Regions from separate parts of the Mus musculus genome. Here all the other regions are linked to region 6. The links are chromatin contacts, called in public HiCAR-type, HiChIP or PLAC-seq and promoter capture Hi-C maps. All regions are on one chromosome and are shown on one strand. The core of a region is the stretch at or near the end of the contact, and the rest is flanking DNA. Distances in the headings are between cores, read along the strand shown. Region 1 holds the start of AI597479 (expressed sequence AI597479). Region 2 holds the start of Nck2 (non-catalytic region of tyrosine kinase adaptor protein 2). Region 3 holds the start of Mrps9 (mitochondrial ribosomal protein S9). Region 4 holds the start of Fhl2 (four and a half LIM domains 2). Region 5 has its middle 35 kb from the start of Gm39633. Region 6 holds the start of Mfsd9 (major facilitator superfamily domain containing 9). Region 7 overlaps Mrps9 (mitochondrial ribosomal protein S9).

Region 1 (3,370 bases), core at 746-3,245, 2.3 Mb before region 6:
GAAAACAAAAATAACTTCAAAACGCCATCTTTCATTTAAAAGCTGCCTAGCCATGTAACACGGTGAAAGCGTTATGCTTGAGTAAATTATAAAGCTACTTTCACACTCACTAAGAGCCAAACTGTATTATTAGATAGGGTATTAAAGACCCATTAAATTCTATCAAGTTCAGCTTCATCTTAGAGTGACCACGTGCCCTCACTGAGAGGACTGCTGGCCAAGTCCAGAAGTAGAGTCCATTTAGGCATATATTCCACCACCTCACTACCTTCTTAATCTAAATAAAAATGGGACATTGCCTGAGAAAAACAGATTAAAAAAAAGCAGCTACTGAGTCGGACCATTACACTGGTGGAGTAGGAGCTCAGTCTCAGTCTGTGTTTATGTCTCATGTTTCCTTTAATGTGGTGGGTGCCTGAATTTGTTTTGTCTTGGTGCTGGTGTCTGAACCCAGTGCCTTAAGTACACCAAGTACTGGCTTTATTATGGAGACCCCCCCCCCACCTCCAAAACACACACACACACACACACACACACACACACACACACACACACACACAGCACTACTGCAGAAGAAAACTTAACTCTCCATTCTGATGACAGTAACAATAGACCATTAGCAGTCTGCCCCACCGCATTTTCACCATTCAATTCACAGTCCAACCATTTAGGCATATTTATATATATATTTATATGCCTAAATAACTTAAATAACTTATTCTCTCTCATATCCCAGTTCTGTCTCAACATCTTGGAGCACAATATTGCAAAAACACACAGGAAAAATTGGGGAAACGTATGCTTTGCAAAAATGGAAAAAAAACAAAAACAATGCCAGCTGTTTAGTTTGATTTCATTTTTAAGTTGTTGAATCATCTTATTCCTCTTTCATACAGTATATTGCTGGCTTTCAACTTGCATTTACTCTGGGATGGGAGTATCTGAATACACTTGGACAACATTCCCAGAGGATGTCATCTGCTTGGATGGCACTGAAGGGGCTGCCTTCTGGCAGCAGTGCTTACAAGTGCTGTCCTTGGGTCATCAGCAAGAACTCGTTAAAATACAGTATCAGGGCACATTTGGAACGAACTTAATGAGAAGCAGATGATGGGGCTCAATAACATGTTTTAGTAAGCCTTTGATTATCCTGGTGTGAGTAAAAGATTGAGAATCACAGGTTAAAAGTCATTATTAAAATAGTGACTGAGAACTTCAAGAAATTAGAGAAAGATACGGTACTGGGGGGGCAAAACCACATGGAATACAAAACGTGCCACATAAAACTCTAAAGAAACTTTCAGCAGTTCTGCCATTTTAAATAAAACATCACACTTTTCTTTTATGATCTGCTATTATCTTAGGTCACACCGCAGGGGCGGCGGGGGGCGGGGGGGGGTGCATGCACCACCTGGAAAGCTAGGTGCTTTAAGTTCTCCAAACGGTTACTGTGTCCTGATAATGATCTTAAGAAGTAGGTCCATCTCTCTGAGACCCGAGTGTCTGTCTCTAAGAGAGGCGAGAAGCTACCTAACAGACTAATTTTCAGATGTTTTGGATCCAGCCCTGATTGCCCCAGACTTCTTCCCTCCCGGTCTGTTCTTCTAGTCTATCTCTTCCGCAGGCCGTTGCTTGCACACAGGCAGCGGAGGTCGTCTGTCACACCCTTTCCGAGCTCTAGAGGATTTCCCGGGGGTTCCAGTCACTCTCTGGAGGCTTCCTTTGGGGATCAAGGGAGGCAAGCCCCATCCGATCAGTGTGGGCGGGGAGCGGCCACGAGCCTCCCGCAGGCCTGCCTGTCCCCGGCTGCCCGTCCGTCCTCGGTCGGCCCGAGCGCCCCACCTGCTCCAGGGTGAGGAGGAGGAACTCCTGGGATAGCAGCTCAGGGTGCAGCAGCAGCTCCGCGTCCGTACAGCTGCGACCGCCCACATCCCCCGCCATGGTTGTCGCCAGGAGACCCCCTGGCCGGCCTCCCACAAGGCACTGCGGCGGAAGCGTCGCGGAAGTGACGTGAGGGGGCGGGACTCTGGTGTCACTCAGCGCGCCCGAGACGCGATGCTTTTCCCAGAGAGTAGAGTTTATGGCTGGCCGACTCGGCTGACGCACCTCAGCCAAGAGGACGAACTGGGACTGAGAGCGGAGCAGAGTCCTGCCCGGGCTGCGCCGAAAGCACCGGAGGCTAAGCAACGCGAGCTGGCCGCCATTGGTCCCGCCCCCTGTGACGTCCCATGGCAGAGGCCTCAGGGATTCTCCCGACTGCGTGGAGAGACAGAATGGAACAAGAGGGCAGACAGCTGTGACCCCAGATGGCATTGTCATGTCTGAAGCCATGCTTCTTTTCGCTTTTTACAATGTCTCAATCGTTTATTGCCTAATCTCCCTTCTACATAAAGTAAGCCCAAATAACACTCTGTAATCCCCTCTCCTCGGACATGGTAAGCATCAAGTATTGTTCCCTGGAAAGATCTTTAAACCGACCAGCTTACGTGTGGGAAATAATAAGAGAAAGTAGTAGCGCCAGTCCAGCGACTGTTACACTACTCCCCAGATCAGCCTGATGTGCTACTAGAATGCTTGTTTCTGGTATGAGGAAAATGAGCAATAGGACGGATAATTGGAGATCACAGACTGGCAGTGACAGGAACCAAGCAAACTGCCTTTGCGCTTACTAATAATTACAATGAAGTCGTGGTTTTTACTTTAACAAAATATTGTAGGCTTCAACTATATTCTAGTATTTGTGTGAGAAATCTCTTTCATCATTCATAGGAGACAGAGTCCTCAAGTTTTTGCACATTAAAAGGTTGTACTTCATACCTGTTATGAGAGCATAGTTTGTATGCTCTATAATGTATCGTTTTATTGGAAACTGTTGCATTGTTTATGAAAATATGAACTACTAGGAGTCTACCAAAAATATGCTTGAAAGAGTGCTGAAAAATAAATGAGATGTTAAATTAGTAATGAGAGACATCTTGTAAAATTTTCCAGTTTATGTGATGCTTTCAGGGAAGAAACAATTACAGAGCTGGGAGGAAATTTTAATGTTAGTGCTTAAAAATATTCAATCCAGTCCTTTTATTTTTGTGTTTGGAAAGCTGATCTAAGTGACCTTCCCTGAAAGGACAAGTCTTAAAGCTGGGCCAAATGTTCTCAAATGGGATTAAATGCCTTAGCTTTGTAACATTATTGTGCTAGTATATATTCAAATTAACCTTTATATTGTCGTATAATAATGAGTCTGGCATGGATGGCATCATTGGCTCCATTTCCTTCACTATAAGGTTATACTAGTTGCTAGAGTAGCTGTTTTGCAGGAAACTTGAACTTACAACCAAACCCAGTTTTCACTGGGTAAGCTGAGCTGGTC
Region 2 (3,337 bases), core at 43-2,542, 2.7 Mb before region 6:
CAAGGAGCAGGCCTGTGCACCTCCAGCCCAAACTCGGACCTGTTCATCCCACACACAGACGCAAACTTGGCAAGACTGGCCTTAAACCTGTTAGCAAAATAAGGAGAGCCAAATAAGGAGGAAGCGGCCAACCTGAATGGGTTAGGGTGGCAGGGCCCACTCCACTTGGCACCCAGCTGTGTCCCCAAGCTGTTCACAATACTACTGTAAGTCACCTCTGCTATCCATTAACCACCACCCGCGCACACCTTCCGGGAGGATCGCTGTTGTGTATAAATAACAGCGTTTTGCAAATCAAACCTCTCCACACAATGCCAAGCTAACAGCGCTCAAAAGGGAGGTGCCACCGGGGCATTAAAAGTCACACATCAAATTCTTGCAGAACCACTTGCTTAAATCGCCCTGAATAAATAAACTGAGGGGGCAGAGCAACCGGGAAAAACTTTGGTTGAGGAGGTTTAAGTCTTGGAAATGCGGGACCGGGCGCAGGGACTGGAAGGAACCAGGCACAAAAGCGCCCTGCGCCGAGGCAAGGACCTCCTTTATGGAACGTGACAGCAGCTTTGTGCCGGATCACGAATAGTTCTAAATACTGGAAGTTCTCCCCGGCCATCGCAGCCTCCCGCTTCCTAGCGCTGTGGCCCTCAGATCCCAGGCTATTCTTCCCAGGCACGCGCGCCCGGCGACCTGGCCACTGTTCGGTCCCACGCCCGCCCACAGGCCAGGGCTGCTAGTGTTCCCGAGGGCTTTGGGTCCTTGGTCCCCGGAGTCCGCCCGCGGAGGGCGCCCCACCCCCACGCCAGCCCCAGGCAGAGGGAGGCGAGGGCTCGCAGGAAGGTGTGTGTATCCGAGGTGCGGGTGCCCGGGGACGCCAGGCCGCGGCGGGGCTGAGGGCACCGGCCGGGTACGCAGGGGTACGCGCTCCCTGGCCCTCCCCGGGCGGCCGCGGCCCGCTCGCCCCTCTCTTCCAACTCCACGGACCGGCCCAAGTTTGCAGCCCCCGCCATCGCCTTACCTCGCCGCACAGTGCACGCCGAGGCCGGAGGGCAGCAGCGCGAGTCCCGGGGCGGCGGCCGCGCTGCGCCCGCCCAGATGCCGCTCTTTGTCTGCACCGCTCCCTCCTCCCGCCACCAAGCGGACGCAATTGGACCCGGCGGACCCCGCCGGCCCGGGAGCCCCGAGCCTGCCTGCCGCCGAGCCCTCCTCACCACCACCGTCGCCGCCGCCGCCCGCTCGGCCGCGCGCACCGGCCTGCGATCCGCGGCGGCGACCCTCCCGCGCAGCGCCCGCCTCCGCGCGCTCCCCGCCCGCGCTCCTCCCTGGCTGCCGTGACGCCGCCCAGGGGCCGGCCCAGCCCGGCGCACGCGGGGCGGGGGACCCACCTGGGAGTCCCAGCCAGGCCTCGGGAAAGCGCCGCCTGGGGGCTTCAAGCCGTAACCCGCTCTAGATTGGAGCTGGGGGCACCCGGGAGGGGCTGCTAGGGATAAGGAGGTGCCACTTGCAGCCCACGAGACCGGGTGGTCTCCGCACCCGGCTGTGCGTCGGGAGCCTTACAGCGACCTCCCTACCCCGCCCCCCAAGCATTCCCACGGCACTCTCAGCCAAACAGGCCTGGTGTCTGTCAGAAAAGTGACTTACATAAAAATGTCACTTCCTCCCAGTAATTGCTTGTGGGCATTTTCTTTATTTATTTGCCTTGCATTTATTTACTTTCCCATCCAGACACTTTTTTACTCCATCCCCCCCACCCCCAACCTCCAGGCGGGACCACTTCCTAGTGGGGGAGGAGAGGAAACCCGACCTCAGCTGCCTCCGCAGCGTCCTGGCCAGTTTATTAGAGCCCAGGAATTCTTTAGTACAGGAGGCTGAGAAAGCTTTAGAAGGAAACCTTGCTCTCCCAGACTTGAGTAGTAGCTAACCTATAAGCAAACTTGGAAAGCTAGAACCCTGGATCGAAGAGAAGGACTGGATCCAGAGGTTTCTTCTCCAAGCTCCTTCGCTCCTTATACCCCAAAGGAACCCCTGATATTCAAATAAATTCCGCTTTCAGGTCGGACGACTCACATTTATGTTAATGAGATTCAACCCTAGCCCTTGTTTCCTCCTTATTAAGGCAGAAACAATTCACCCTACGTAACAAAAAAAGAAAAAGAAAGAAAGAAAAGTTGCCTGCCTTCTTATAGGAAGTTCCCAGGCATAAGTAACGTGAGGAAGCTTGGCTATAGTCCTCGCAGCCATTGACCGTAGGCTCCTGAACTGTGTCACCTTACACAGGTGTTTCACAACTTCCTCGGCTTTATCACATGAGATGTTTACCTGCCTTCTATGTTAAGTACCTGGCACGTAGCCTGACACGAGGGCACTAGGAGGCATCCTGTACAAAATCAGCACACCCAACAGTCTCTTCCAGTCGGAGATGCTAGCTTCATCCGTTCTTTGTTACAGACCTCATCTTTGTTACTATCTAGCTTTACAACAATGAAGGCAGAACTCTAACCAATAGTTTAGCCCTACTTAAAATTAGTTTATGCTAAATAAGTAAGACGATATGGACACAGTTTTTAAGCTTTTGCTTTGAAAAGTGGCCTCAGACTCCTCTCACTGATTCTGTATAAGATCTCCAGGGAGATTTGAACAAGAAGGACTCCCCTTGGCTCATATATTTGCAGGCCAGTTAGTAAACTATTTAGATTAGGAGGGTATGTCCTTGTTGGAGGAGATGAGTCACTGGGAGTAAGCTTTGAACTTAGCCAGCACCTGTGTGTCTGGGTGTCTGTGTGCTTGCTGCACAGTGGATCAGAGTATAGCTCTCAGCTACTTCCCTAGCAACATGCCTGGCTGCTACCAAGCTTCCCACCGTGATGACAGTGGACCAAGCCACTGGAATTGTAAGCAAGCCCCCAATTAAATCCATAGATGATAGATCAGTGTGTGTGTGTGTGTGTGTGTGTGTGTGTGTGTGTGTGTGAGAGAGAGAGAGAGAGAGAGAGAGAGAGAGAGAGAGAGGTGTCTTAGGTTTTTTTTCCACATTTTTTTTATTACGTATTTTCCTCAATTACATTTCCAATGCTATCCCAAAAGTCCCCCATACCCTCCCCGCCACTCCCCTACCCACCCATTCCCACTTTTTGGCCCTGGCGTTCCCCTGTACTGGGGCATATAAAGTTTGCGTGTCCAATGGGCCTCTCTTTCCAGTGATGGCCTACTAGGCCATCTTTTGATACATATGCAGCTAGGTGTCTTAGTTTAGTTTGGGTGTTATTGCTGTGAGGAGACACCATAACCAAGGCAACTCTTATAAGGGCAAATACTTCATTGGGGCTGGAGTACCATTTCA
Region 3 (3,505 bases), core at 839-3,338, 2.1 Mb before region 6:
AGGAGTCACACCTAAGTAAAGCTTGCTTCCTTATGTTAGTGGCATTAGTGTTTCTCAAAAATTTTTACTGTCACCCACAGTTTCTGTTGATATCAGTACCTACTATACACTTGGCAGTGTAAACAAAACATGAAAACACTTTGTAAAATGCCTTTTATTATTCTATTACCTCTACTCCTTTCAAGCTGTTTATGACCTTTGAAGAGATTCCATAATTAATGGCACATGACCCAAATATGAAATGGGGAGGGGATTACTTGGTTAGTGTTTTATTTGCTCATAAAGTCATTAATTTTTTTATATAAAACATGGGCCCCAAGAGAAATACAGCTATTAATGTTATATGCAGACGTGGATAAGTGATTTTTAATATGAACATTAAGAAACATTAGTATTTTCGGCAGGCACTGTACAAAAAAAAGGTTTCTAAATGTCTTTGTGTGTGTATACATACATGGGGGGAGGGGCTTGTTGTTAGAGGTATCCCACTGGGGGCTGGGCTTTAAGATTTCAAAACCCTGTGCCAACCCCAGTCTCTCCCTGTTCAGGTGTCTTTTCGAAGCAACAGAAAAGTAACCAAGACAATGTGTATGCATGCATCCGTGGGAAGAAAGCAGTGTGCAACCGGAATGAGCTTTAGACATAATAAAAGACACATACATGTATTCCCCCTGTAAATTAAAAAGGTAAAAGGGATGTGACCCAGCGAGGCTCATTTTGTAAAATGTGTTTGTTTACACATAATTATAAGAATAAAGAGAAAGAAGAAGGGTACACTAGGTTCAGAATATAGGAGAGTGAGAGCCACCTGCCCATATAATCATTACCAATAAACATATTTTGTATGCTACAGTTCCTCTCATATGCAATTATGTGTCTCAAAGAGATGTATAGAAGAAATAAAAATGTCCAACACATTTTCCAATTTTCAAAACCAAGAAACCCAGATGTTTAACAGATCAATGGACAAATTGGTTTATGTTACAACATCAAATAACAGAAAAAGGTGGCCAGTCATTTTGTAAAACAGTTCTAAGATCCAGCGTTTAACTTCTCGGCAATATCTGGTGGTAGTACTGCTTTTCCAACATTTCGTACTCTTTCTACTCAAACTGTTCTGTTTTCCAACCCCCACTTGTTTGACCGCGTGTTCTCAATCTCTTGAGACCTCTCTTTCGGCCTGTTCATCTGCCTACTCTTGCAGGACACCATCTGCGCGCTATTCCCTGGGTTTCCATTAGAACCTGCAAGGTAACAGGACTTCAAAGTTAGGTCTCCTCCTGTGTCACGGGCACACCCACCGAAAGGACTACTGGAAATCTCCGGTAGAATATGCCACAGACACTTTAAGTGCAATTACAGCCGAAGCTCGTTTTCTCCCACTTTTAATGAGCCACATTAAACGGGCGACAAGCAAAGACTCAAGCTAGAAATCCCAGCTTCACACCGACCCCGGAATTGAGCGAAGCGGTCAAATTCTGCTCTCCTAATGTCACACACACACACACACACACACACACACACACACACACACACACAAGTTTCGGGAAAATTACAAAAACTGAAATTCCGCAAACGCAGAGCACTTGTAAAAAGTCTCAGTTCGCTCCACAGACTGACTCTGCCCAGGACATCTTCCGGGTCGCGCAGAGTTCGGCTCCCCTTCTCCCCGGGACGAATCACAAGACCCAGGCAGCCACCCAACTCCATCTGCCGAACCCTTTGCTCCTCAAAGCCCAGGGAGAGGCTGCAGAGGATCCGTCCGCGGCCGATTCCCCGATCCCCAAGCGTGACCTCCGACCTCTACCTTGAGGGCTCTGGCAGCCCTGGAAGGTGGGCCGGCTTCACGTCACCCTACCACACGGACCGCCAGCTCCAGCTCCCAGGACCTTACCTGGAACCTGGTCCCTGTCTGCCAGCCAACCGCCGAGGCTGTCCAGTACCCGGGCCTCTGGCAGAGGCTAGCTCTAACAGCGGGAGTGAACCAAAGGGAAAGCACTCGGCCGCAGGACACACAGGGGGCGGCCATGTTGGCCGTAAGAAACATCCTGGCGGGAGGGGAAAGGGGTGGAGCCTGGAGACTGCGCAGGCGCAGACCTCCCAGGCGGAAGCGCTTCCTTAGCAATTGCAACTAGGGGCGGAGTTCTGTAGTCCAGCCCCTCGCCGCTGATTGGGTGCGCGGCAGCAGGTTGCCTTGCACATGGCTTTCGGCTTACTAGCAGCTGTAGTCCTAGCTGAGTTCCTGGTACCCACGCTCAGACAAGCCTTCCACAGTCTTATTCTCACTCCAACAATCCAAGCTGGCTTTCCTGTCCGCTTGCCTTCCCGCAAGGGCCTTCTGCTCCCCCTTGAACTTGCCCGTTTTAAAGATCTGTTTCAAGACATTCTTCTTCCAGCAACTAACCATTCTGGCTTCCAACACATTGTGTTGACTCTTAGCTGTCTGACCCACAGGCTGAGGAAAAGCACCTCCCTGCTCAACTTCATGGCTCTCCCTGATTGCCTCTGAGCCTTAAAGCCATTAAGAGTGGCTGCAGACACAGGAACTGTCTTTGCCTTCTGAAACTTGAACTTCCTAACCCTAAGTCTAGGGTTATCTCTACCAGATACAAGTGGTTGAATAAATCACTCTTAAAGGGTTTTCCAATGTTGAAAATTATCATTGAATAATTTGATAATGTTGAAATTATCATTAGAAGTTTAAAACATACTCAGAAAACGAGATCAAGGTGACCGAGTAAGAGGCTGAGAAGTTAAAAACACTCTATGTTCTTTCAGAGGACCTGGGTTTGGTCCCCAGAACTCTTGTGGAAAATCACATCTATCTATCTATCTATCTATCTATCTATCTATCTATCTATCTATCTATCACATCTATCACATCTATCACATCTATCTATCTATCTATCTATCACATCTATCTATCTATCTATCTATCTACCTATCTATCTATAATTACAGCTCTAAACAATCTGACACCTTCTCTGAATTTCAAGGGGATCAACCATGTCTGTGATGTACAGACACATATACATACAAGCAAAATATTTATACATGTAAATTAGAAATCTGTTTTTTAAGTTATGAAGTAAGTGCTGGCATCGTACAGTTATCACCTCATAAAACAGCTCTAGGGAAATAGAAATTGCATAGCTTCAGAAAAATAGAAGAAAAAAAACCCCTCCAAATAGGATGCTTGTAGTAAAGGGGGGAAATCATTATTTTCCCCTTTGTTTGTTTCCTTTACATTAGTGAAAATCTCTTCATTCAGTGGCAGAAGTCCAGGACTAGTATTTGGAGAAGAAGAATAAGTTAGAGGCGAGGCAGTGCTGGCCAGAAAAGCAGGTAGGCTAACTCCAGATCTTTACCTCTCCCTCTATCTCTCCAAATCCAATCCTCTAGTCTTATCTGTAGCAGAACTGCTGTGGCCTCTTCTCACTCTCTGATCCCATTCCCAGGGGACTAAACAGACCCTGGTAGATCACCCACCTTCCCTCCCTCTGCA
Region 4 (3,663 bases), core at 570-3,069, 2.4 Mb before region 6:
GTTACTCTTTGAACCTGAGTTTTAGAAATGAGGCTGAAGGCTCACCATCATGAGACCATTTTGCAGTTTGTAGCTCTTACATATAAGAAAGCTAACTTGAGTAGCCTCAGAGCCATTAGCCTGTCTACGTACCCTTTACTTTGAATCCAAGATAGAGTGTACCTTGACCATCAGTGGGAATTTAGTTAGGTTATCCCTCAATTGCAAGATGGGGACAGGAGTGGGATGGATTTCCTGTGTCCCACCTCAGCTTGCTCACTCTCCTCTGAGGAAAGTGTCAACTCCAGGGAGTCACCCGAGTGAATGACGGGAGTTAAGAATTTCTCATCCTTTAAGATATTCTCATGGCCTTGCTAGCTCATAGACATCAGTGCAAATCTCAGCTGAAACTCTTCACCTCATCTAGAGTCCTCATCATTTAATTGAGATAACTAACTTTACCAAAAGGGCCTGAAGATCCCTGGAGTGGCCAGAGGTAGCTAATGTTGACTGCGTGGCAGTTATTCTAACACCCTTGTTTCTCAAGTTCTGAGGTTCCACCACGGAGACCCTCCAGTGACACCAATCAGGAAGTATCAACCAGAAGAAAGCCACCACACAGTTCTTCCTGCCTTTACTGGAAAACGTGTTGCCTTCAGCTCCCCTCGAATGATGGAAACAGCTTCGACCAGTGATGGTTCTTCACTGTCCATTTGACTGGGTTTTGAATCACCTAGGAGACACACCTCTAGAAGAATTTTTGTGGTAGTTCCAGAGAGGTTTAACTGAGGAGGAAAGACTGGCCCCCAAGGTGGACAGCACTTCTCAAGAGCTGGGTAGAGGAAGCTGAGCACCAGTCTCTTTTCTCTCTGTGTCCTGGCTGAGAAGGAAATGTGGCCAGCCACTTCCCATCCTTCCAGTGGCCATACCATCTCAGTGATGACCAACTAGATCCCTTCACAGACCCTGCACCCAAGCGAATCCCTTCATCAAGTGGCTTCTGTCACCTCACAACACTGACAAGTCACTACCCCAGGCCTTCATTGCTTCTCCACATGCCCATCTTCTACCGTGCCCGCATATGGACTCATTTGCTCAAGAGAGGAAGCTGGCTTTCCTGGGCATGAGGATACCGTATGCCTCCCAACACTGTGTTGAACAGTGTCCCGTGCCCCTTTTAAAGGCCAACTCTGCAGAGGATCTTGTCCTTCAGAGTGTGAAGGACACATTAAGACCAGTGTTTTCTTTTTTCCCAGAGGGAGCCACTGAATGTTCAACAGTTCTCTAGCCTTGAGTGTTGGGCAAAGGGCCTTCTATCAGTGAGCTCCTTAGTGGAACTAATTAATGATTCTCTAGGTCATCGGTTTGGTTCATTCCATGATGGAAAGTGTCTGCAAGGTAAGGCGCAGAAGGCTACCATGTCATTGTGTGCACCACACACACATAGTTCCTTCCCCCAAATCTGCAAATGACCCATCCATGCTTGCACCAGGCTGCACTCAGGCAGGACCCCGCAACCCGGACGTGTCCTGGTGACAGTAGCCCCATGTCATTTCGCCCTTGGGTGTCAGCTGCTACAGCTCTCTGCACTGCATAGCAACTAGCCCTGGAGCCAAGGCCAGGACGCAGCGAGGGTTGACCGTGTGAGCCAAACACCAGGAAGCAAGGAAGGAGGTTAAGTCAAACAAAAGGTCTGTGGTAGCGTCATCAGGGGAACAGACGACGACCGGCTGGCTGCCGAGGGGCGCTCGCTACCGCGCCTGGCTCTCCTGGCCAGCGCGCCCAGCCCGCCGCCCGGGCGCGTGTGTCCTTATATGGTCAAATGACTCGGCGGGGGTTCTCGAGGGCGGGCGCAGCTCCTGCTGCACTCCGCCCGCTGAGCCGCCACCGCCACCGGTCCACAGTCCGCTGGGTTCCCTTAGACCCCGGCCCCACCGCGCGAGTACTACTGCGGCCGCCCAGGCCACAGCCCTGCTTGGGACACAAGGATCGCCACCAGACCGCTGCCCTAGGACGCGTCGAGAGCCTGTGGCCAGCGCACTCGGACCGTGGGGCGGAGACCCAGGAGACCGGAGCAGAGCTGTGCAGACAGCATCAGGGTAGGGACCTAAACGGAGAGAACAGGTTCTGGCGATAGGAGAGCCCTATTTGCAGGGGACACTCGGGATGGGGACCCAGAACGGAGAGGACAGATCCGGGAGAGAGGAGAGCGTAGCTGGGCATACTTAGGATGAGGACTCGAAATGAAGGGGAGGGAGATGAAGGGGCGACAGTGAATCGGAAATGTGGTGGGGGAGGGCGCTTGGGGGAAGGCTTGAGGGGAGACTTCAGGACTTGAGAGTTGATCTACAGGAAGACACCCCCAGGAAGAGCAGATGCGGGGCAGAGAGGACCAGAATCATGAGTGTTGGAGAACCTGAGCATAGGAGAGCCGAATTTGGAAATGGTGGGGAGGGACCTTTGATGTCCAGAGGGAGGGTTGCAGCCCTGTAGGGGTGGATCACTTCCAGGTGGTGGGAGACAATGAACTGCCCACAGGCAAACCCCCCCCCCGGGGGGCGGGGGATGAAGTGGAACTGGTCCCTGAAGTCTATGGAAAGGAGGTGACAGGCTGGTCAGCACGTGGATAGCCAAGCATTTCCTTTGAGAAGAAGTGGGAGTTTGCCTGTGACCACACATCTTGACTAACCACCCAAACTAAAACCTGAGCCATGGCGGGGGGGGGGGGGGGGGAGAAAAACAACACTTTTAAATGAAAAGAATTCTGATAGATTTCAGTCTTGTGGAAAGAAAGTCTTGAAATGCTTTTTTTCTGATCTTAAGTGAAGAACTAGCCATATTTGCTGGATAGTCTTCAGTTGTGTCTCTGGAACTCAACAAAGCTGGCATTTTTTTGAAGTCTACAGCTGTCTTCGGTGAAGCCAACTTGTGGCATGCACTTTCTTACGCATATTTTGGGATGTAGTTAACTATAATTTGGACTTAGCACGAGATTGTCTTCAAAATACTGCTCTAGATGTGTCTCATGTTGCGGTACTACTTGGCTTGTGTGTAGCCAATTTTGCAGTAGTGTAGAGAGATCTAAAGAAAGGGTGTTTGTTGGTGTGGCTGTATGTGTGGTGATTGTTTCGGTTGTTGTTGTTTGGGATAAAGCTTCATTCTGTAGCCAGGAAAGCCTGGGATTTACAGTACCATCATCCCCGGTAGCCTCAAACTGGTGCTCAGCCCCCAAAGTGTTGCAATCCCAGGAGTAACCTACCACATGCTGCAGCCATGGTGATCCTCCCTCCCCACCAACACCCTGCCACCATAAAAAACAATTTGCATTAAGTTTCAGAATTCCCAACCCAACTAAAGTTTATTAAAAACAAGATTTAAATCATTTTCCCCCTCATTCTTTCTTTCAGATTCCCTTCACTCCTAGTTTTTGATGGAACACTATGTAGTACTACCCCCCACCCCCCTTGTGGCTTCTTTTTGTTCTGCCTCCTTACAGTCCAGCCTCACAGGCACGGCATGGACGGGTGCAGAATGTTTAGCTGGCAGATGTACCTGGAGCAGGTGCCTCAGTTTCCTCCCTGAGAACCAGATAACTCCTGCATAGTATAAGCAGTATGTGTAGATTTTAAAGCCTCTTGTTAACAGATAAAAAAAAAAAAATCGAAGTAAATTTGTTGAGCAGTT
Region 5 (3,227 bases), core at 289-2,788, 2.1 Mb before region 6:
ACCCTGCCCCCAACCCTGAACTTTCCAGCCAAGGGGCTGGGCTTGCCCTTCCTCCCCCGACGCTCCCGGGGGCTCTTACCTATATAATCCAGACATTTTGGTCTCTCTCTCAAACCTTTTCTCTTCTCTCTCTCTATGTGGGAGCCCCCTATTCTCTTTCTCTACCCCTCTCCTAACCACCCCACCCCCAACTCCCGCGCCATGACTTCCCTGGCCTTGGTCCTGGAGGCCAGTGAACTCACCCACCCAAGAACAACTTTCTAATAAACCTGCCTTTAATATAATCTAATCTGGTTTAAATTGGCTCATTTCACCAGCCGTAGAGAAATAACCTATCAGAGACCATAGTCAGACCTCAACGGATGAGACTGCATTTGTTAGCACAAACAGCAAGGGGCAGCCTCTCTCTTTGGGGAAATGGAGGGAAAGGGTCCGATCTATATTTGACTATTTATGGAGGCTTGGTAATGAGGAAGTTGATGCTGTCTTTGGGCAAATGTATGGATCTGTGATCCCTCTTCCAACAACAGTTTGCTTCATGCAAGACAGATTATCTCGGGAGACAGGCTGTTTCTGCAAATATTCCTTTCTGGGTTGAGCAAGGCAGAACAAGATCTACTGTAATCTCATAGGATAGGAATCCTCTTTCACTTTTTTTTTTTTTTAAAAACAATGGAGGCGTTCTGTCTATAATAACAAGGACGACGACGTCAGTCCAAGGTTGAACGAGTCTGTAGGCAGAAGATTCTAAAGGTTGCTGCTTTTGGAAGATTGTGGTTTTGATAGACCTCAGTGTTCATAACTTAGCTTGCCTTGCCTTTGTTTGCTGGTTAGGGTTGGCAAAAGCGACTCCATTTTGATTCTAATTTCCCATTTCTTCTATATTGCAAATCCTGGCAAGTGGTCCTGGATGTTTAGCAGCAGAGCTAACCGGCTGGAGGCTGAATGCACCTGGAACTCCTTCCCAGACTCCAGAGGGCTGTGTCAGGGCGAGCGGTGGGGTCCAGTGGGGACAGGAGAGTGCATACCCCCATGTGAGGATTTGCTTGCAGGAGGAGCCTTTGAAAATGGTCTCTCAGCGCCGAGCTTCCTGCAAAGGAGCTGCTGAAGAGCTGAAAATGGCAAATTCCTTTAGAAAAGACGTTTGGCAGTAAACTCACATCTGTTACCCACTCACTGACAAAAAGTTAGTGTGGGATTACCCGTGAACTTCAAGGAAAAGAGAGCGTCCCCAAAGAGTCCTCAGCATTTGATGGTTATGCATTACAAGTAAACGCCCTTTTCCTGGTATCAAAACCAGGTTTTGTGGTCTTAGTCAAGAGTCACGTGCCAAGATAAACAGACTCAGAAAAACCTAATTTTGCTGTGGAACCTGACCAATGCACTAGGATCTACAAATCATATGTAAATGTCAACCAATCAGGAATGGGCATGGTTGTTTTTTTTTCTCTCATTTACATATTTACACATAAAAGACCAACCAGGATTGACCTGGTGCTTCCCTCTCAGGTTACACTCAAGTGGGCGGGGTATGGGATGGGTGGGAAGAAGGGAGAACTGGGGAGCCAGGGATGGAAAAGGGGCAAGTTGGGTTTCTATAAGCAGCCAGTAATACAGGGATTTGGGTGAGAGCGTTCTCTAGCAGTCAGCCTCTCCCTTTGGCCCTCGGCACACCCTTCCTCTCTGTAAGGAAGGCTGCCATCCCTCATGGTTTGCAAATTATTTTCTTTCTTCCTTTTTTATTTTTTATTTATTTTTATTTTTATAAAGTTTCCACTTCTCTTGAATTCTGTTCTTGGTGAATCTTGTTGACATACCCTAAGGATAAGTGGAAAATGCATCCGTATGAATATGCTTGTGGCTCATTATTTACAGTATTATTTTTAAAAAAGCGCATGTGGCTAATGGTATGGAAACTAGTTAAGTAAATTATGGAACATATGCTGGATGGATAGAATATTATGAGGTCATTAAAATTATAATTATGAAGCTTATAGCGCTACCGAAAGATGGTGATGACTATAAATGAAGATCGGTTTTTAAATTGTGTGCGCTCTGACGGCAACTAAGAGAGCACCCTTTCCTGCCAGCAAGCTGCAGGAAAAACCCTAATACTTGCCAGCTGTTGGCTGGGGATAAAACTAAGATCGTGGACAATTTTTTTTTTTCTTCTCCATTTAGTAATCTTGTTTTGAATCCTAATGCTACAGTTCTGGGTCACCAAGAGCAGAGTCCACTACTACTCACTATCCTATCTGTGACATCGCTCAATTTTTCTCCTTTCTGCTCTGACAGTAAGGACTTCCTATGGTGGAGTCACTACTAGAATCTATTTACTGCTTATGTCTTAGGGTTTTACTGCTGTGAAGAGACATCATGACCAAGGCAACTCTTACAAAGGCAAATATTTAATCCGGGCTGACTTAGATTTTCAGAGTTATATCATCCTTTTATCATCATGGCGGAAAGCATGGCAGCCTGCAGGCAGACGCGGTTCTGGAGGAGATGAGAGTTTACATCTTGATTTGAAAGCAGCCACGAGAAGACTGTCTTCCACAGGCAGCCAGGAGGAGGGTCTGTCACACTGGCCAGACTTGAGCATGTATGTGAGACCACAAAGCCCTGCCTCCAGAGTGACACACTTCCTCTAAAAGGGTCACACTTCCTCCAATAGGGCCACACCTCCCACTTTTGCCACTTCTCATGGCCAAGCATATTCAAACCACCACAATCTACATTCAGGTTTGAGCATTGCCAGAAACGGGTGCTTCCAGCCGATCCTTCTGAGGATCTCAGGATCCTTCGGAGAGAAGCAATATGCTTAAGCCAGAGGCTCTCAACCTTTAATACAGCTACTCATGCTGTGGTGACCCCCCAATCATAAAGTTATTTTTGTTGCTACTTCATAGCTGTAATTTTGCTACAGTTATGAATTTTATGTAAATGTTTGATATGCAGGATATCTGATAAGCAACCTCTGTGAAAGGGCCCTTTAATCCCTCCAAAGGTTGTGACTCACGGGTTGAGAACTTCTGGCCTAAATGGACCCGGAGAGCATTAGAATAAGCGAAGTGAGTGAGCATCAGAAAGACAAGCATTGCGCATTGTCCTCCTTCATGAGGACAAAGGAGAACACTGACTTCAGAAGTTGATCGTAGACTGGCAGTGCTCAGAGGCTGAAGGAGGAGGGAGAGGAAGAGCTGGGGGAGGTTGGCCGAGGGACACTA
Region 6 (3,302 bases), core at 691-3,190:
GTGTGAGCCTAAGAAAGTCAGTTCCCTTTATAATTCTCTCTGGCACTTTGCTGTGATGATAGAGCACTAACTGGACAGCCACACTACCATAGGGCTGTGGACAGCCACACTACCATAGAGCTGTGGACAGCCACACTACCATAGAGCTGTGGACAGCCACACTACCATAGAGCTGTGGACAGCCACACTACCATAGAGCTGTGGAAAGCCACACTACCATAGAGCTGTGGACAGCCACACTACTGAAGGGCTGTGGTTGCCTAAGGAAGCTGTGAAGGTTTATGGTCTGGAGACATATAAGTGCCTCAAGACTCTGAATGAGCTATTCATTCAAAATGCTCTGCCTATGGTTTGAGTAAATTGAGGGACTGCAGAGGGGACTCTTCAATTTCAGGGAATCAAGTCAGACTTTGAACTATTAATTCTAGTCTCTTCTGTGACAAAACTTAAGAAATGCTGTTAGTAGGTGTTGGTTTTCTTCTGTTCCAGATCCCATAAGGAAGCAGCCACAGCCAAAGATTTCTGTAGGCCAAGGCATTTTACCTGATACACACACACACACACACACACACACACACACACACACACACACACAGGAGCTTGTGCTTGCATGCACATGGGCTCACACAACTGAAGTGGGGCTACTGACAATGGTTAATAGTTCACTAACTATTAAATATCACACATCTACTTTGTTTCTGTCCACTGCTCTCAGAATGAAACCTCTAGGCTATAGATGACTGAAACCCTGTTTATTCTACATCTTTGTGTTTGGATGTTTTGGTCACACCCATCTTGAAGCCTAAGGCACTACAGACTCTACTTCTTTGGTCAGCACATTGGGAACAAGCAAAAGGAATGTATTCTAAATTCTACCATTTCGTTTTCCATTTAATCACGAGGAGAAAGTCAAGTCAAGGTCCCAGGCCCTAGGGAGCTGGGGAGTTCGCTATAGCTGAACAGCTTCTGCTGTAAGGAAACAGTTGTCTGAGTCCAGATATCTCAGGGACAACTAACTTTTCCATCTTGGCTGGCAGGGTCAAACAAAATTCATGTTCCCATGTCCAGGAACCTACTCCTATCCTGATTGATGGAAACGCCCTTGCTCAACCCCTTATCTTTAAATATGATTGACAATGTTACAGCCCACCCAGCTCCCCCTCTCTTTATGGTTTCCTGCTTTAACTATGCTATACAGTATCTCTTTGAGATCATAGTTCAGCTCTCCTGTCTTTTCTGTGGCCCTGATTGATTAATAGTGTCTTGGTTATAGTAAGTTTTTGTCATCTGCATCGCCCTGAAGTTTGAGTTCCGTTGGATTTAAGCAGATCCCACAAGCACACCAAGGCTCACACTTCCTTATGTCACGTGTCCTCTAACTTTTGTGTATCTCTCTATTGTACGTTTATTATTTACAATTCTTCATGCTTTTCATGGTGTGCTCCTGTTACTCCCTGAAGCCCAACTCTCAGCCTATTTCTGGCCTGTTTTCCTTGTAGAGCTACGAAGTGCTGACTAATGCTTACAGACTTCTTGGATATCTAGAAGTCTCTCTAAATTACTACCCATTGTTTTTCAAATGCATACGAAAGCTTCCACAGCCACCTTAACTCGTTCCAGGTCTGTAGAGCCAAGTAGGAAGTAGGGCCCTGGGTCTGTGATCCTTAAAGCCAGAACGGCTATCACTGAAGAAAACCTGGTACTAGCAAAAAGACACAATTCCTTCGTGCCTTACACCACCAGGGAGCGAGGAAAGATGGCACCAGTCACTTGTCACAGAACTTGCGATCTTGAATTAAGACGCCCGCGGTAGGTACCACCACAACAGTAGTCACACCCACCCAGCGGCGCGACCTTCCATCTGCGCAGGCGCACGCAGATCGCTTCCGCCATGGGCGTGGTCAATCCTGGGCGTGGCCACGGCGGGGGCGTGGTCTGCAGTCGGCTAAGCTGTCCGCACCCCCAGCCCTCCTGGGAATGGCGCTGGGGGTCCCGGGGCACGGGGCTTCGAGGCAGGATCTAGCCTCGGAGACCCCGGTGACAGCCACAGCACCGTCTAGTGCTGTGAGCTCCCGCCGCTTCCTGCTCTGGCTCTACCTTGTAGGCTTCTTGGTGAGTGCCCGCACCGGGGCTGGGGAAAAGCACCAAGTCTCTGCAGACTTGCACTTACCTCAAGTTCCCGGGTATTTTACACAGCTCCAGCCCGGAGTCTGAAGTGTGCTGTGAGGTGCCTCCTCTTGCCCTTTCACCACTGACCTCAGGTGTGACTCCTTGACCCTGGAGGGGTCTACACTGGAGGCCTTAAAGCTGGAGATTGGAAGTTAAGGTGAACGGCACACAATTGTCTTTGGCAAAATGGCATGTGTTTTTGTTTTGCTATAATGTCTGTGCATGTGTGTATTGGTTTGGTCCACAAATAGTCCTTTGCCCTGTAGAATGAGAAGCTTAAGAAGTTATTCTCCCATCCATCTGTTTATTAATGAAGTTTCATTACTAATGAATATTCATGAAGTTTCTGAATGCCTGCCGCGTGTGGTACATGCCCTGGAGCACTGACATCATAAGCAGTTTCTGCTTCCAGAGAATTTACAGTCTTAGTCTTGGACCCTGATTCACACTGGCTCCTCTTTCAAGGCGAGGTTTAGTTCAATAGGCCTGGTTATAAGCAGCCGGAAAAATCTTTCAGTAGGATTTCTTCATCAGGCAGACGGAACCAATTAGTTGAATGATCAGTGGGAAAAGACTTTGTGGCAGGTATCTATCTGATTGGCACTGAACCTGAGAAAACAATTCCTATTGTTCCCTGTCCAGATGAAGTAAGTCTACTCTTTTTTTCCAGACTGAAGGGTTGCTGGAATTAGGAGTTAGCATGCTGAGCCATGTAGCTAAGGAACAGAGAGGCAGCCTCTGTTTGGATTCCAAATTGTCCAACAGTTGGTAGAGGTTCCGTTTAATTAATGCTTGTTAGAATCTTGAAAGAAGTAGATTTCACCAAATGTCTGTATTCACCGAGCTAGAAGGTATTGAGTACCATGCCTGAGAGATATCTCTGCCTAAAGTATACTTTGCAGGTCCCAAGATATACAGTTTCCCTTCTTAGGCTCCCTGCCTTGACTTTAGAGAGTAATGTCCTTGCTTTTTGGTTGTACTTTAGGGATGCAGACATTATTTACTTCCACTGTGTAGTCTGGTTGTTCAGAATCCAAAGCTGGGGAGTGGATGTTTCTGGGAAAGGATGCTGACTGTCATCCACTGGGGTGATGCACGTCTCCAACCTGCTGAGGCCCCACCACAGAGGGCAC
Region 7 (3,230 bases), core at 278-2,777, 2.1 Mb before region 6:
TCTACACTCAACAACTCTGGCCCCGGTGAGTTTTTAAACTATACTTTTCAAACAAGTCCTCCTGTGCGTTTCTCACAAGGAATGTAACTGGCCTTGCTTAGCCAGTGCCACTGCAGACATTCTCTCCCCTCACAAAGATCGCTGAACACTCCTCCCTCATTCCTACTTACACTAGAGTTGGACAAATTTCAATCCACACACAGGACAATCTGAACATCAAAGACAATGACAATGGCCCACGGCACTCTTAACAAGCAGGTGTACATGGATGTAATCTAGTAGGCAGGTACACATATACACTGGAGGAAGAGGCGGGGGGAAAAAAAGAAAAGTGCTTAACAGAATAGACAGTACTAACCATAAGAATGGAAGAGGCAGCACAGGAAGAAAGCCCATCACTTTACAATTTCCCAGTCAGTCATGATCCAGGCAAAGATCACAAGCCCTGGCTGACACACCACCAGGGACCAGAAAACTCAGACGCAAACATCACCCTCCTTTGTCAGTTACTTTCCCATTGTTGTGACAAGATACCATGAGAAAGGCAGTTTATTCTGGCTTACAGTTCCAGAGGGTCTGAGACAATGACATCATTGTGGGAAGCACGGTGGGAAGCATGGCGGCAGTCAGGAAACTTGAGTAACATCTCAGAGATCATATTAAACCACAAGCAAAAAGCAAGATAAAACTAGCAATGGCAAAAGTCTTTTAACTCTTGAGGCCCACCTCCAGTGACACACTTCCTTCAACAAGTCCAGACCTCCTAAGCCTCCCAAACAGTGCCACCAACTGGACATCAAGCTTTCAAATATGAGGAACACTATTAGGAACATTTTATTCAGACCACCACAAGTAGAACAAAGGGCAAAGGGTGCTTTCCCAAGAGTTCTAGTGGAGCTATGCTGAAGGCAAAGGGCAGTCACAGCAGCACTCAACCGCAGTGGGAGAGACTGACTCTGTGCCTCTCAGGGTGAAGCTGCGGGGAGCGCCTCCATCCATCCATCCCAACCTCTGAGCAGGAGGAAGAACACAGAGTGTAACAACCAAGCAGGTGTCTAGACTCTAACCAACTAGATAATGAGGGACAACCTGGAAATTCTAAATATAGACCATTTACATAGTGACATTATAGAATTGTTATATTAGAAGTGACAACTGCACTATAGGAGATATTGACAGGAAGGGTGTGTACCTGATTTTCAATTGGTCAGTAAAAATTATTCTACACAGAGGTGAAGGAAATGTGGAAAACACTGTCAGATTTACCCATGTGAAGAGCATGTATTCAATGAACATTTAGATTTTGTGGAAATTTGAAACATTTCAAAGAGGTAGGAAAAATGTTAAAAAAAATGTAAGTAATCCAGATTTTCCCACACCCAAGCCGCTGTCTGAAGACTAGCCTAAGGCACCTGCGAGGCCGTCCTCACATCCACAAAGCAACTCCAGGGTTGTCAGCACTGTGGCAGAGGCCGCGTTGCAAGTGCACAGGCTCAGAAGATTTAGTATGCCTGTCAGCTCGCAGGCCATTCATCCTCCAATAAGCAGCAGGCTATCACGGCATCACTTCCAAGCACGAAACTGACTGAATCATGTGATCACTGAATAATCCTAAAGGGAGATGCAAACGTAAGAATCCCACTGCACTTTATATTTCTCAAGTGTGGCCAGCAGTGGGAAATCGTGAGAAGGTTAATTGGTAGAGGGTAGTTAAAAAAGAAAAAGAAACCCACTGCAAGCACCTGGAGGATGAGCGAAAAGCTCTTCAAATATAAAAACAAGTGAACAAAGACCCTGGCAGAAAATTGTGAAATCCAAGTGAAAGGTAGTTCTAACTTAGAGACAGAAACCCAATGCTATAATCTAGTTGAAAGATTTAAAGGTGGGCAATGACTAAAAAACGGAATGAGAGAGAATAGTAAGTAAAATAACTCAGTTGTTCAAGTAACAACAGTGAAGACAGGCTCTCAGAATGCTGCCTGCATCTGTTTAGTATGCATGGGACAGCACAGACCTGACCTAACCTATTACTTCCAACCAGCTCCAATGGGCATTCTATGCAGATTTTTCCCCCCACAAATTCTGAAGCAAACAAAGGGCCCACTCACTGGCTTTACTGAAAACATTTTTTTTTCTGTTGCTTTCTGGGTTCACTTAACAACCAGTTAGTACACAGTTGTTAAAATGTAGGTGAAAGCACTTTTAAATAAACAATGGATTAATAAGAATAAGCTTCTTCGTTGAGTTGAACAGCTTACAGTGTGCTTTGAACACCCTAGGCACTATACAGGGAAAACCTGACTTCCATGAATTACACTGCAGAGAAAGGGAGCAGTGAAGGAGCCGGGGTGGAGACAGGGGAGCACACAGCCTGTGCTTCAGGAACCACCACTCCTGGAATCTCACTGCTGGTTGTGACATTAAATAAAATACTTCAAAAAGGCAGGGCTACGTGGGTTCTTGATAAATATTATACAAATACAAAATTCTCAGTTTGTAGAAACCATATTATACATCATACTATTTTAAGAGTAAGTCATATGTGGATCCTGGGAGCCAACCATCAGACCGAGCTCAGGGAACCTGGTGGGGGAGCTACAGAAGAACTGGAGGAAAGGCTGGGGAATGCTACCCCATTAGAGAACAACATAAGCTGGCCTGACTACCCAGTTCTCCCAAAGTCTAGATCACCAACCAAGGAGTGTTCCTGGAGGGATCCGTGGCTCCAGATACAAATGTAGCAGAGGATGGCCTTGCCCAACAGCAATGGGAGAGGAGGCCCTTGGTCCCGGGGAGGTTTGATGCCCGGAGTAGGGCAATGCTGGAGCAATGGGGCGGGAGACTGTAGATGGGTAGGGGAGCACTCTCATAGAGGCAAAAGGGAGGTGGAAGCAGATGTGGAATCAAGGTTGGTGGAGGGGTAGCAGGGAAGTGGGATATCATTGAGATGTAAACAAATGTAAACTGGAATGATTAGTAATAAAATAAAAAGAATAAGTCATATATGTATTAACTCTATTTTACAGATGAATCTTCAGTTAAGTAACAATACACAGGCTAAAAATACCCTGAGTCAGAACTGAAACCTGAGATTTAATTCTGGAATAGCTTCTCAGATCATAGATTTACTTCCTCACTGGCTTTGAAGGTCACAGCTATTTCGTAGTAAGGTTAACAAGAAAATTCCCAAAGAAATTAACTCATTTACCTTGCAAGTTTTATTTAACAAA

Evidence for each region. Promoter capture Hi-C pulls out the DNA fragments that hold promoters and counts their contacts. HiCAR-type assays count read pairs that join an accessible place to other places. HiChIP or PLAC-seq counts read pairs in DNA pulled down with a chosen protein or histone mark.
Region 1: a contact with region 6 is called in a HiCAR-type map of astrocytes, with 7 times the contacts expected there. The contact joins the promoter of AI597479 here to the promoter of Mfsd9 in region 6. A contact is called at or near these places in 4 of 39 promoter capture datasets (the 3T3-L1 cell line, cranial neural crest, embryonic stem cells and 1 more), 7 of 115 datasets of contacts at active chromatin or transcription factors (the NIH/3T3 cell line, astrocytes, embryonic limb bud and 4 more) and 1 of 9 other capture datasets (adipose tissue).
Region 2: a contact with region 6 is called in a promoter capture Hi-C map of pre-B cells, with 11 times the contacts expected there. The contact joins the promoter of Nck2 here to the promoter of Mfsd9 in region 6. A contact is called at or near these places in 3 of 39 promoter capture datasets (hippocampal neurons, liver and pre-B cells).
Region 3: a contact with region 6 is called in a promoter capture Hi-C map of pre-B cells. The contact joins the promoter of Mrps9 here to the promoter of Mfsd9 in region 6. A contact is called at or near these places in 14 of 39 promoter capture datasets (the 3T3-L1 cell line, 3T3-L1-derived adipocytes, the C10 cell line and 9 more), 2 of 484 Hi-C or Micro-C datasets (CD4 T cells and Th1 cells), 3 of 115 datasets of contacts at active chromatin or transcription factors (astrocytes and embryonic stem cells) and 1 of 9 other capture datasets (liver).
Region 4: an H3K27ac HiChIP or PLAC-seq map of the NIH/3T3 cell line shows a contact between it and region 6, with 8 times the contacts expected there. The contact joins the promoter of Fhl2 here to the promoter of Mfsd9 in region 6. A contact is called at or near these places in 2 of 39 promoter capture datasets (both in liver) and 1 of 115 datasets of contacts at active chromatin or transcription factors (the NIH/3T3 cell line).
Region 5: a contact with region 6 is called in a promoter capture Hi-C map of pre-B cells. The contact joins the enhancer-like site here to the promoter of Mfsd9 in region 6. A contact is called at or near these places in 7 of 39 promoter capture datasets (the 3T3-L1 cell line, the C10 cell line, cranial neural crest and 3 more).
Region 7: an H3K4me3 HiChIP or PLAC-seq map of stem cell-derived neural progenitor cells shows a contact between it and region 6, with 8 times the contacts expected there. The contact joins the enhancer-like site here to the promoter of Mfsd9 in region 6. A contact is called at or near these places in 6 of 39 promoter capture datasets (the 3T3-L1 cell line, the HPC-7 cell line, cranial neural crest and 3 more), 1 of 115 datasets of contacts at active chromatin or transcription factors (stem cell-derived neural progenitor cells) and 1 of 9 other capture datasets (embryonic tail).

The regions. Positions count from the first base shown.
Region 1 is chr1:43,097,335-43,100,704 of GRCm38.p6, reverse strand. AI597479 (expressed sequence AI597479) reads right to left here and starts at 1,995. Exons shown (of 4, transcript NM_133818.1): 1 at 1,843-1,995. The coding sequence starts at 1,941. It also overlaps a transcript of Tgfbrap1 not described here.
Region 2 is chr1:43,443,706-43,447,042 of GRCm38.p6, reverse strand. It overlaps Nck2 (non-catalytic region of tyrosine kinase adaptor protein 2), which reads right to left and starts at 1,292. Exons shown (of 5, transcript NM_010879.3): 1 at 1,016-1,292.
Region 3 is chr1:42,849,816-42,853,320 of GRCm38.p6, reverse strand. It overlaps Mrps9 (mitochondrial ribosomal protein S9), which reads right to left and starts at 2,088. Exons shown (of 11, transcript NM_023514.4): 1 at 1,895-2,088. The coding sequence starts at 2,029.
Region 4 is chr1:43,162,117-43,165,779 of GRCm38.p6, reverse strand. Fhl2 (four and a half LIM domains 2) reads left to right here and starts at 1,819. Exons shown (of 6, transcript NM_010212.4): 1 at 1,819-2,078.
Region 5 is chr1:42,916,327-42,919,553 of GRCm38.p6, reverse strand. No RefSeq gene overlaps it. Among named protein-coding and RNA genes, the nearest start is that of Gm39633, 35 kb to the left of the region's middle. Within about 2 kb of position 1,538, at least 26 of the 459 cell types and tissues checked have an H3K27ac peak or open chromatin away from gene starts, as enhancers often do.
Region 6 is chr1:40,789,295-40,792,596 of GRCm38.p6, reverse strand. It overlaps Mfsd9 (major facilitator superfamily domain containing 9), which reads left to right and starts at 1,940. Exons shown (of 6, transcript NM_172499.2): 1 at 1,940-2,112. The coding sequence starts at 1,978.
Region 7 is chr1:42,875,753-42,878,982 of GRCm38.p6, reverse strand. All of the region lies in intron 2 of Mrps9 (mitochondrial ribosomal protein S9), which reads right to left. Among named protein-coding and RNA genes, the nearest start is that of Gm23126, 11 kb to the right of the region's middle. Within about 2 kb of position 1,527, at least 42 of the 459 cell types and tissues checked have an H3K27ac peak or open chromatin away from gene starts, as enhancers often do. A contact at or near this core is called in stem cell-derived neural progenitor cells, where this site is marked.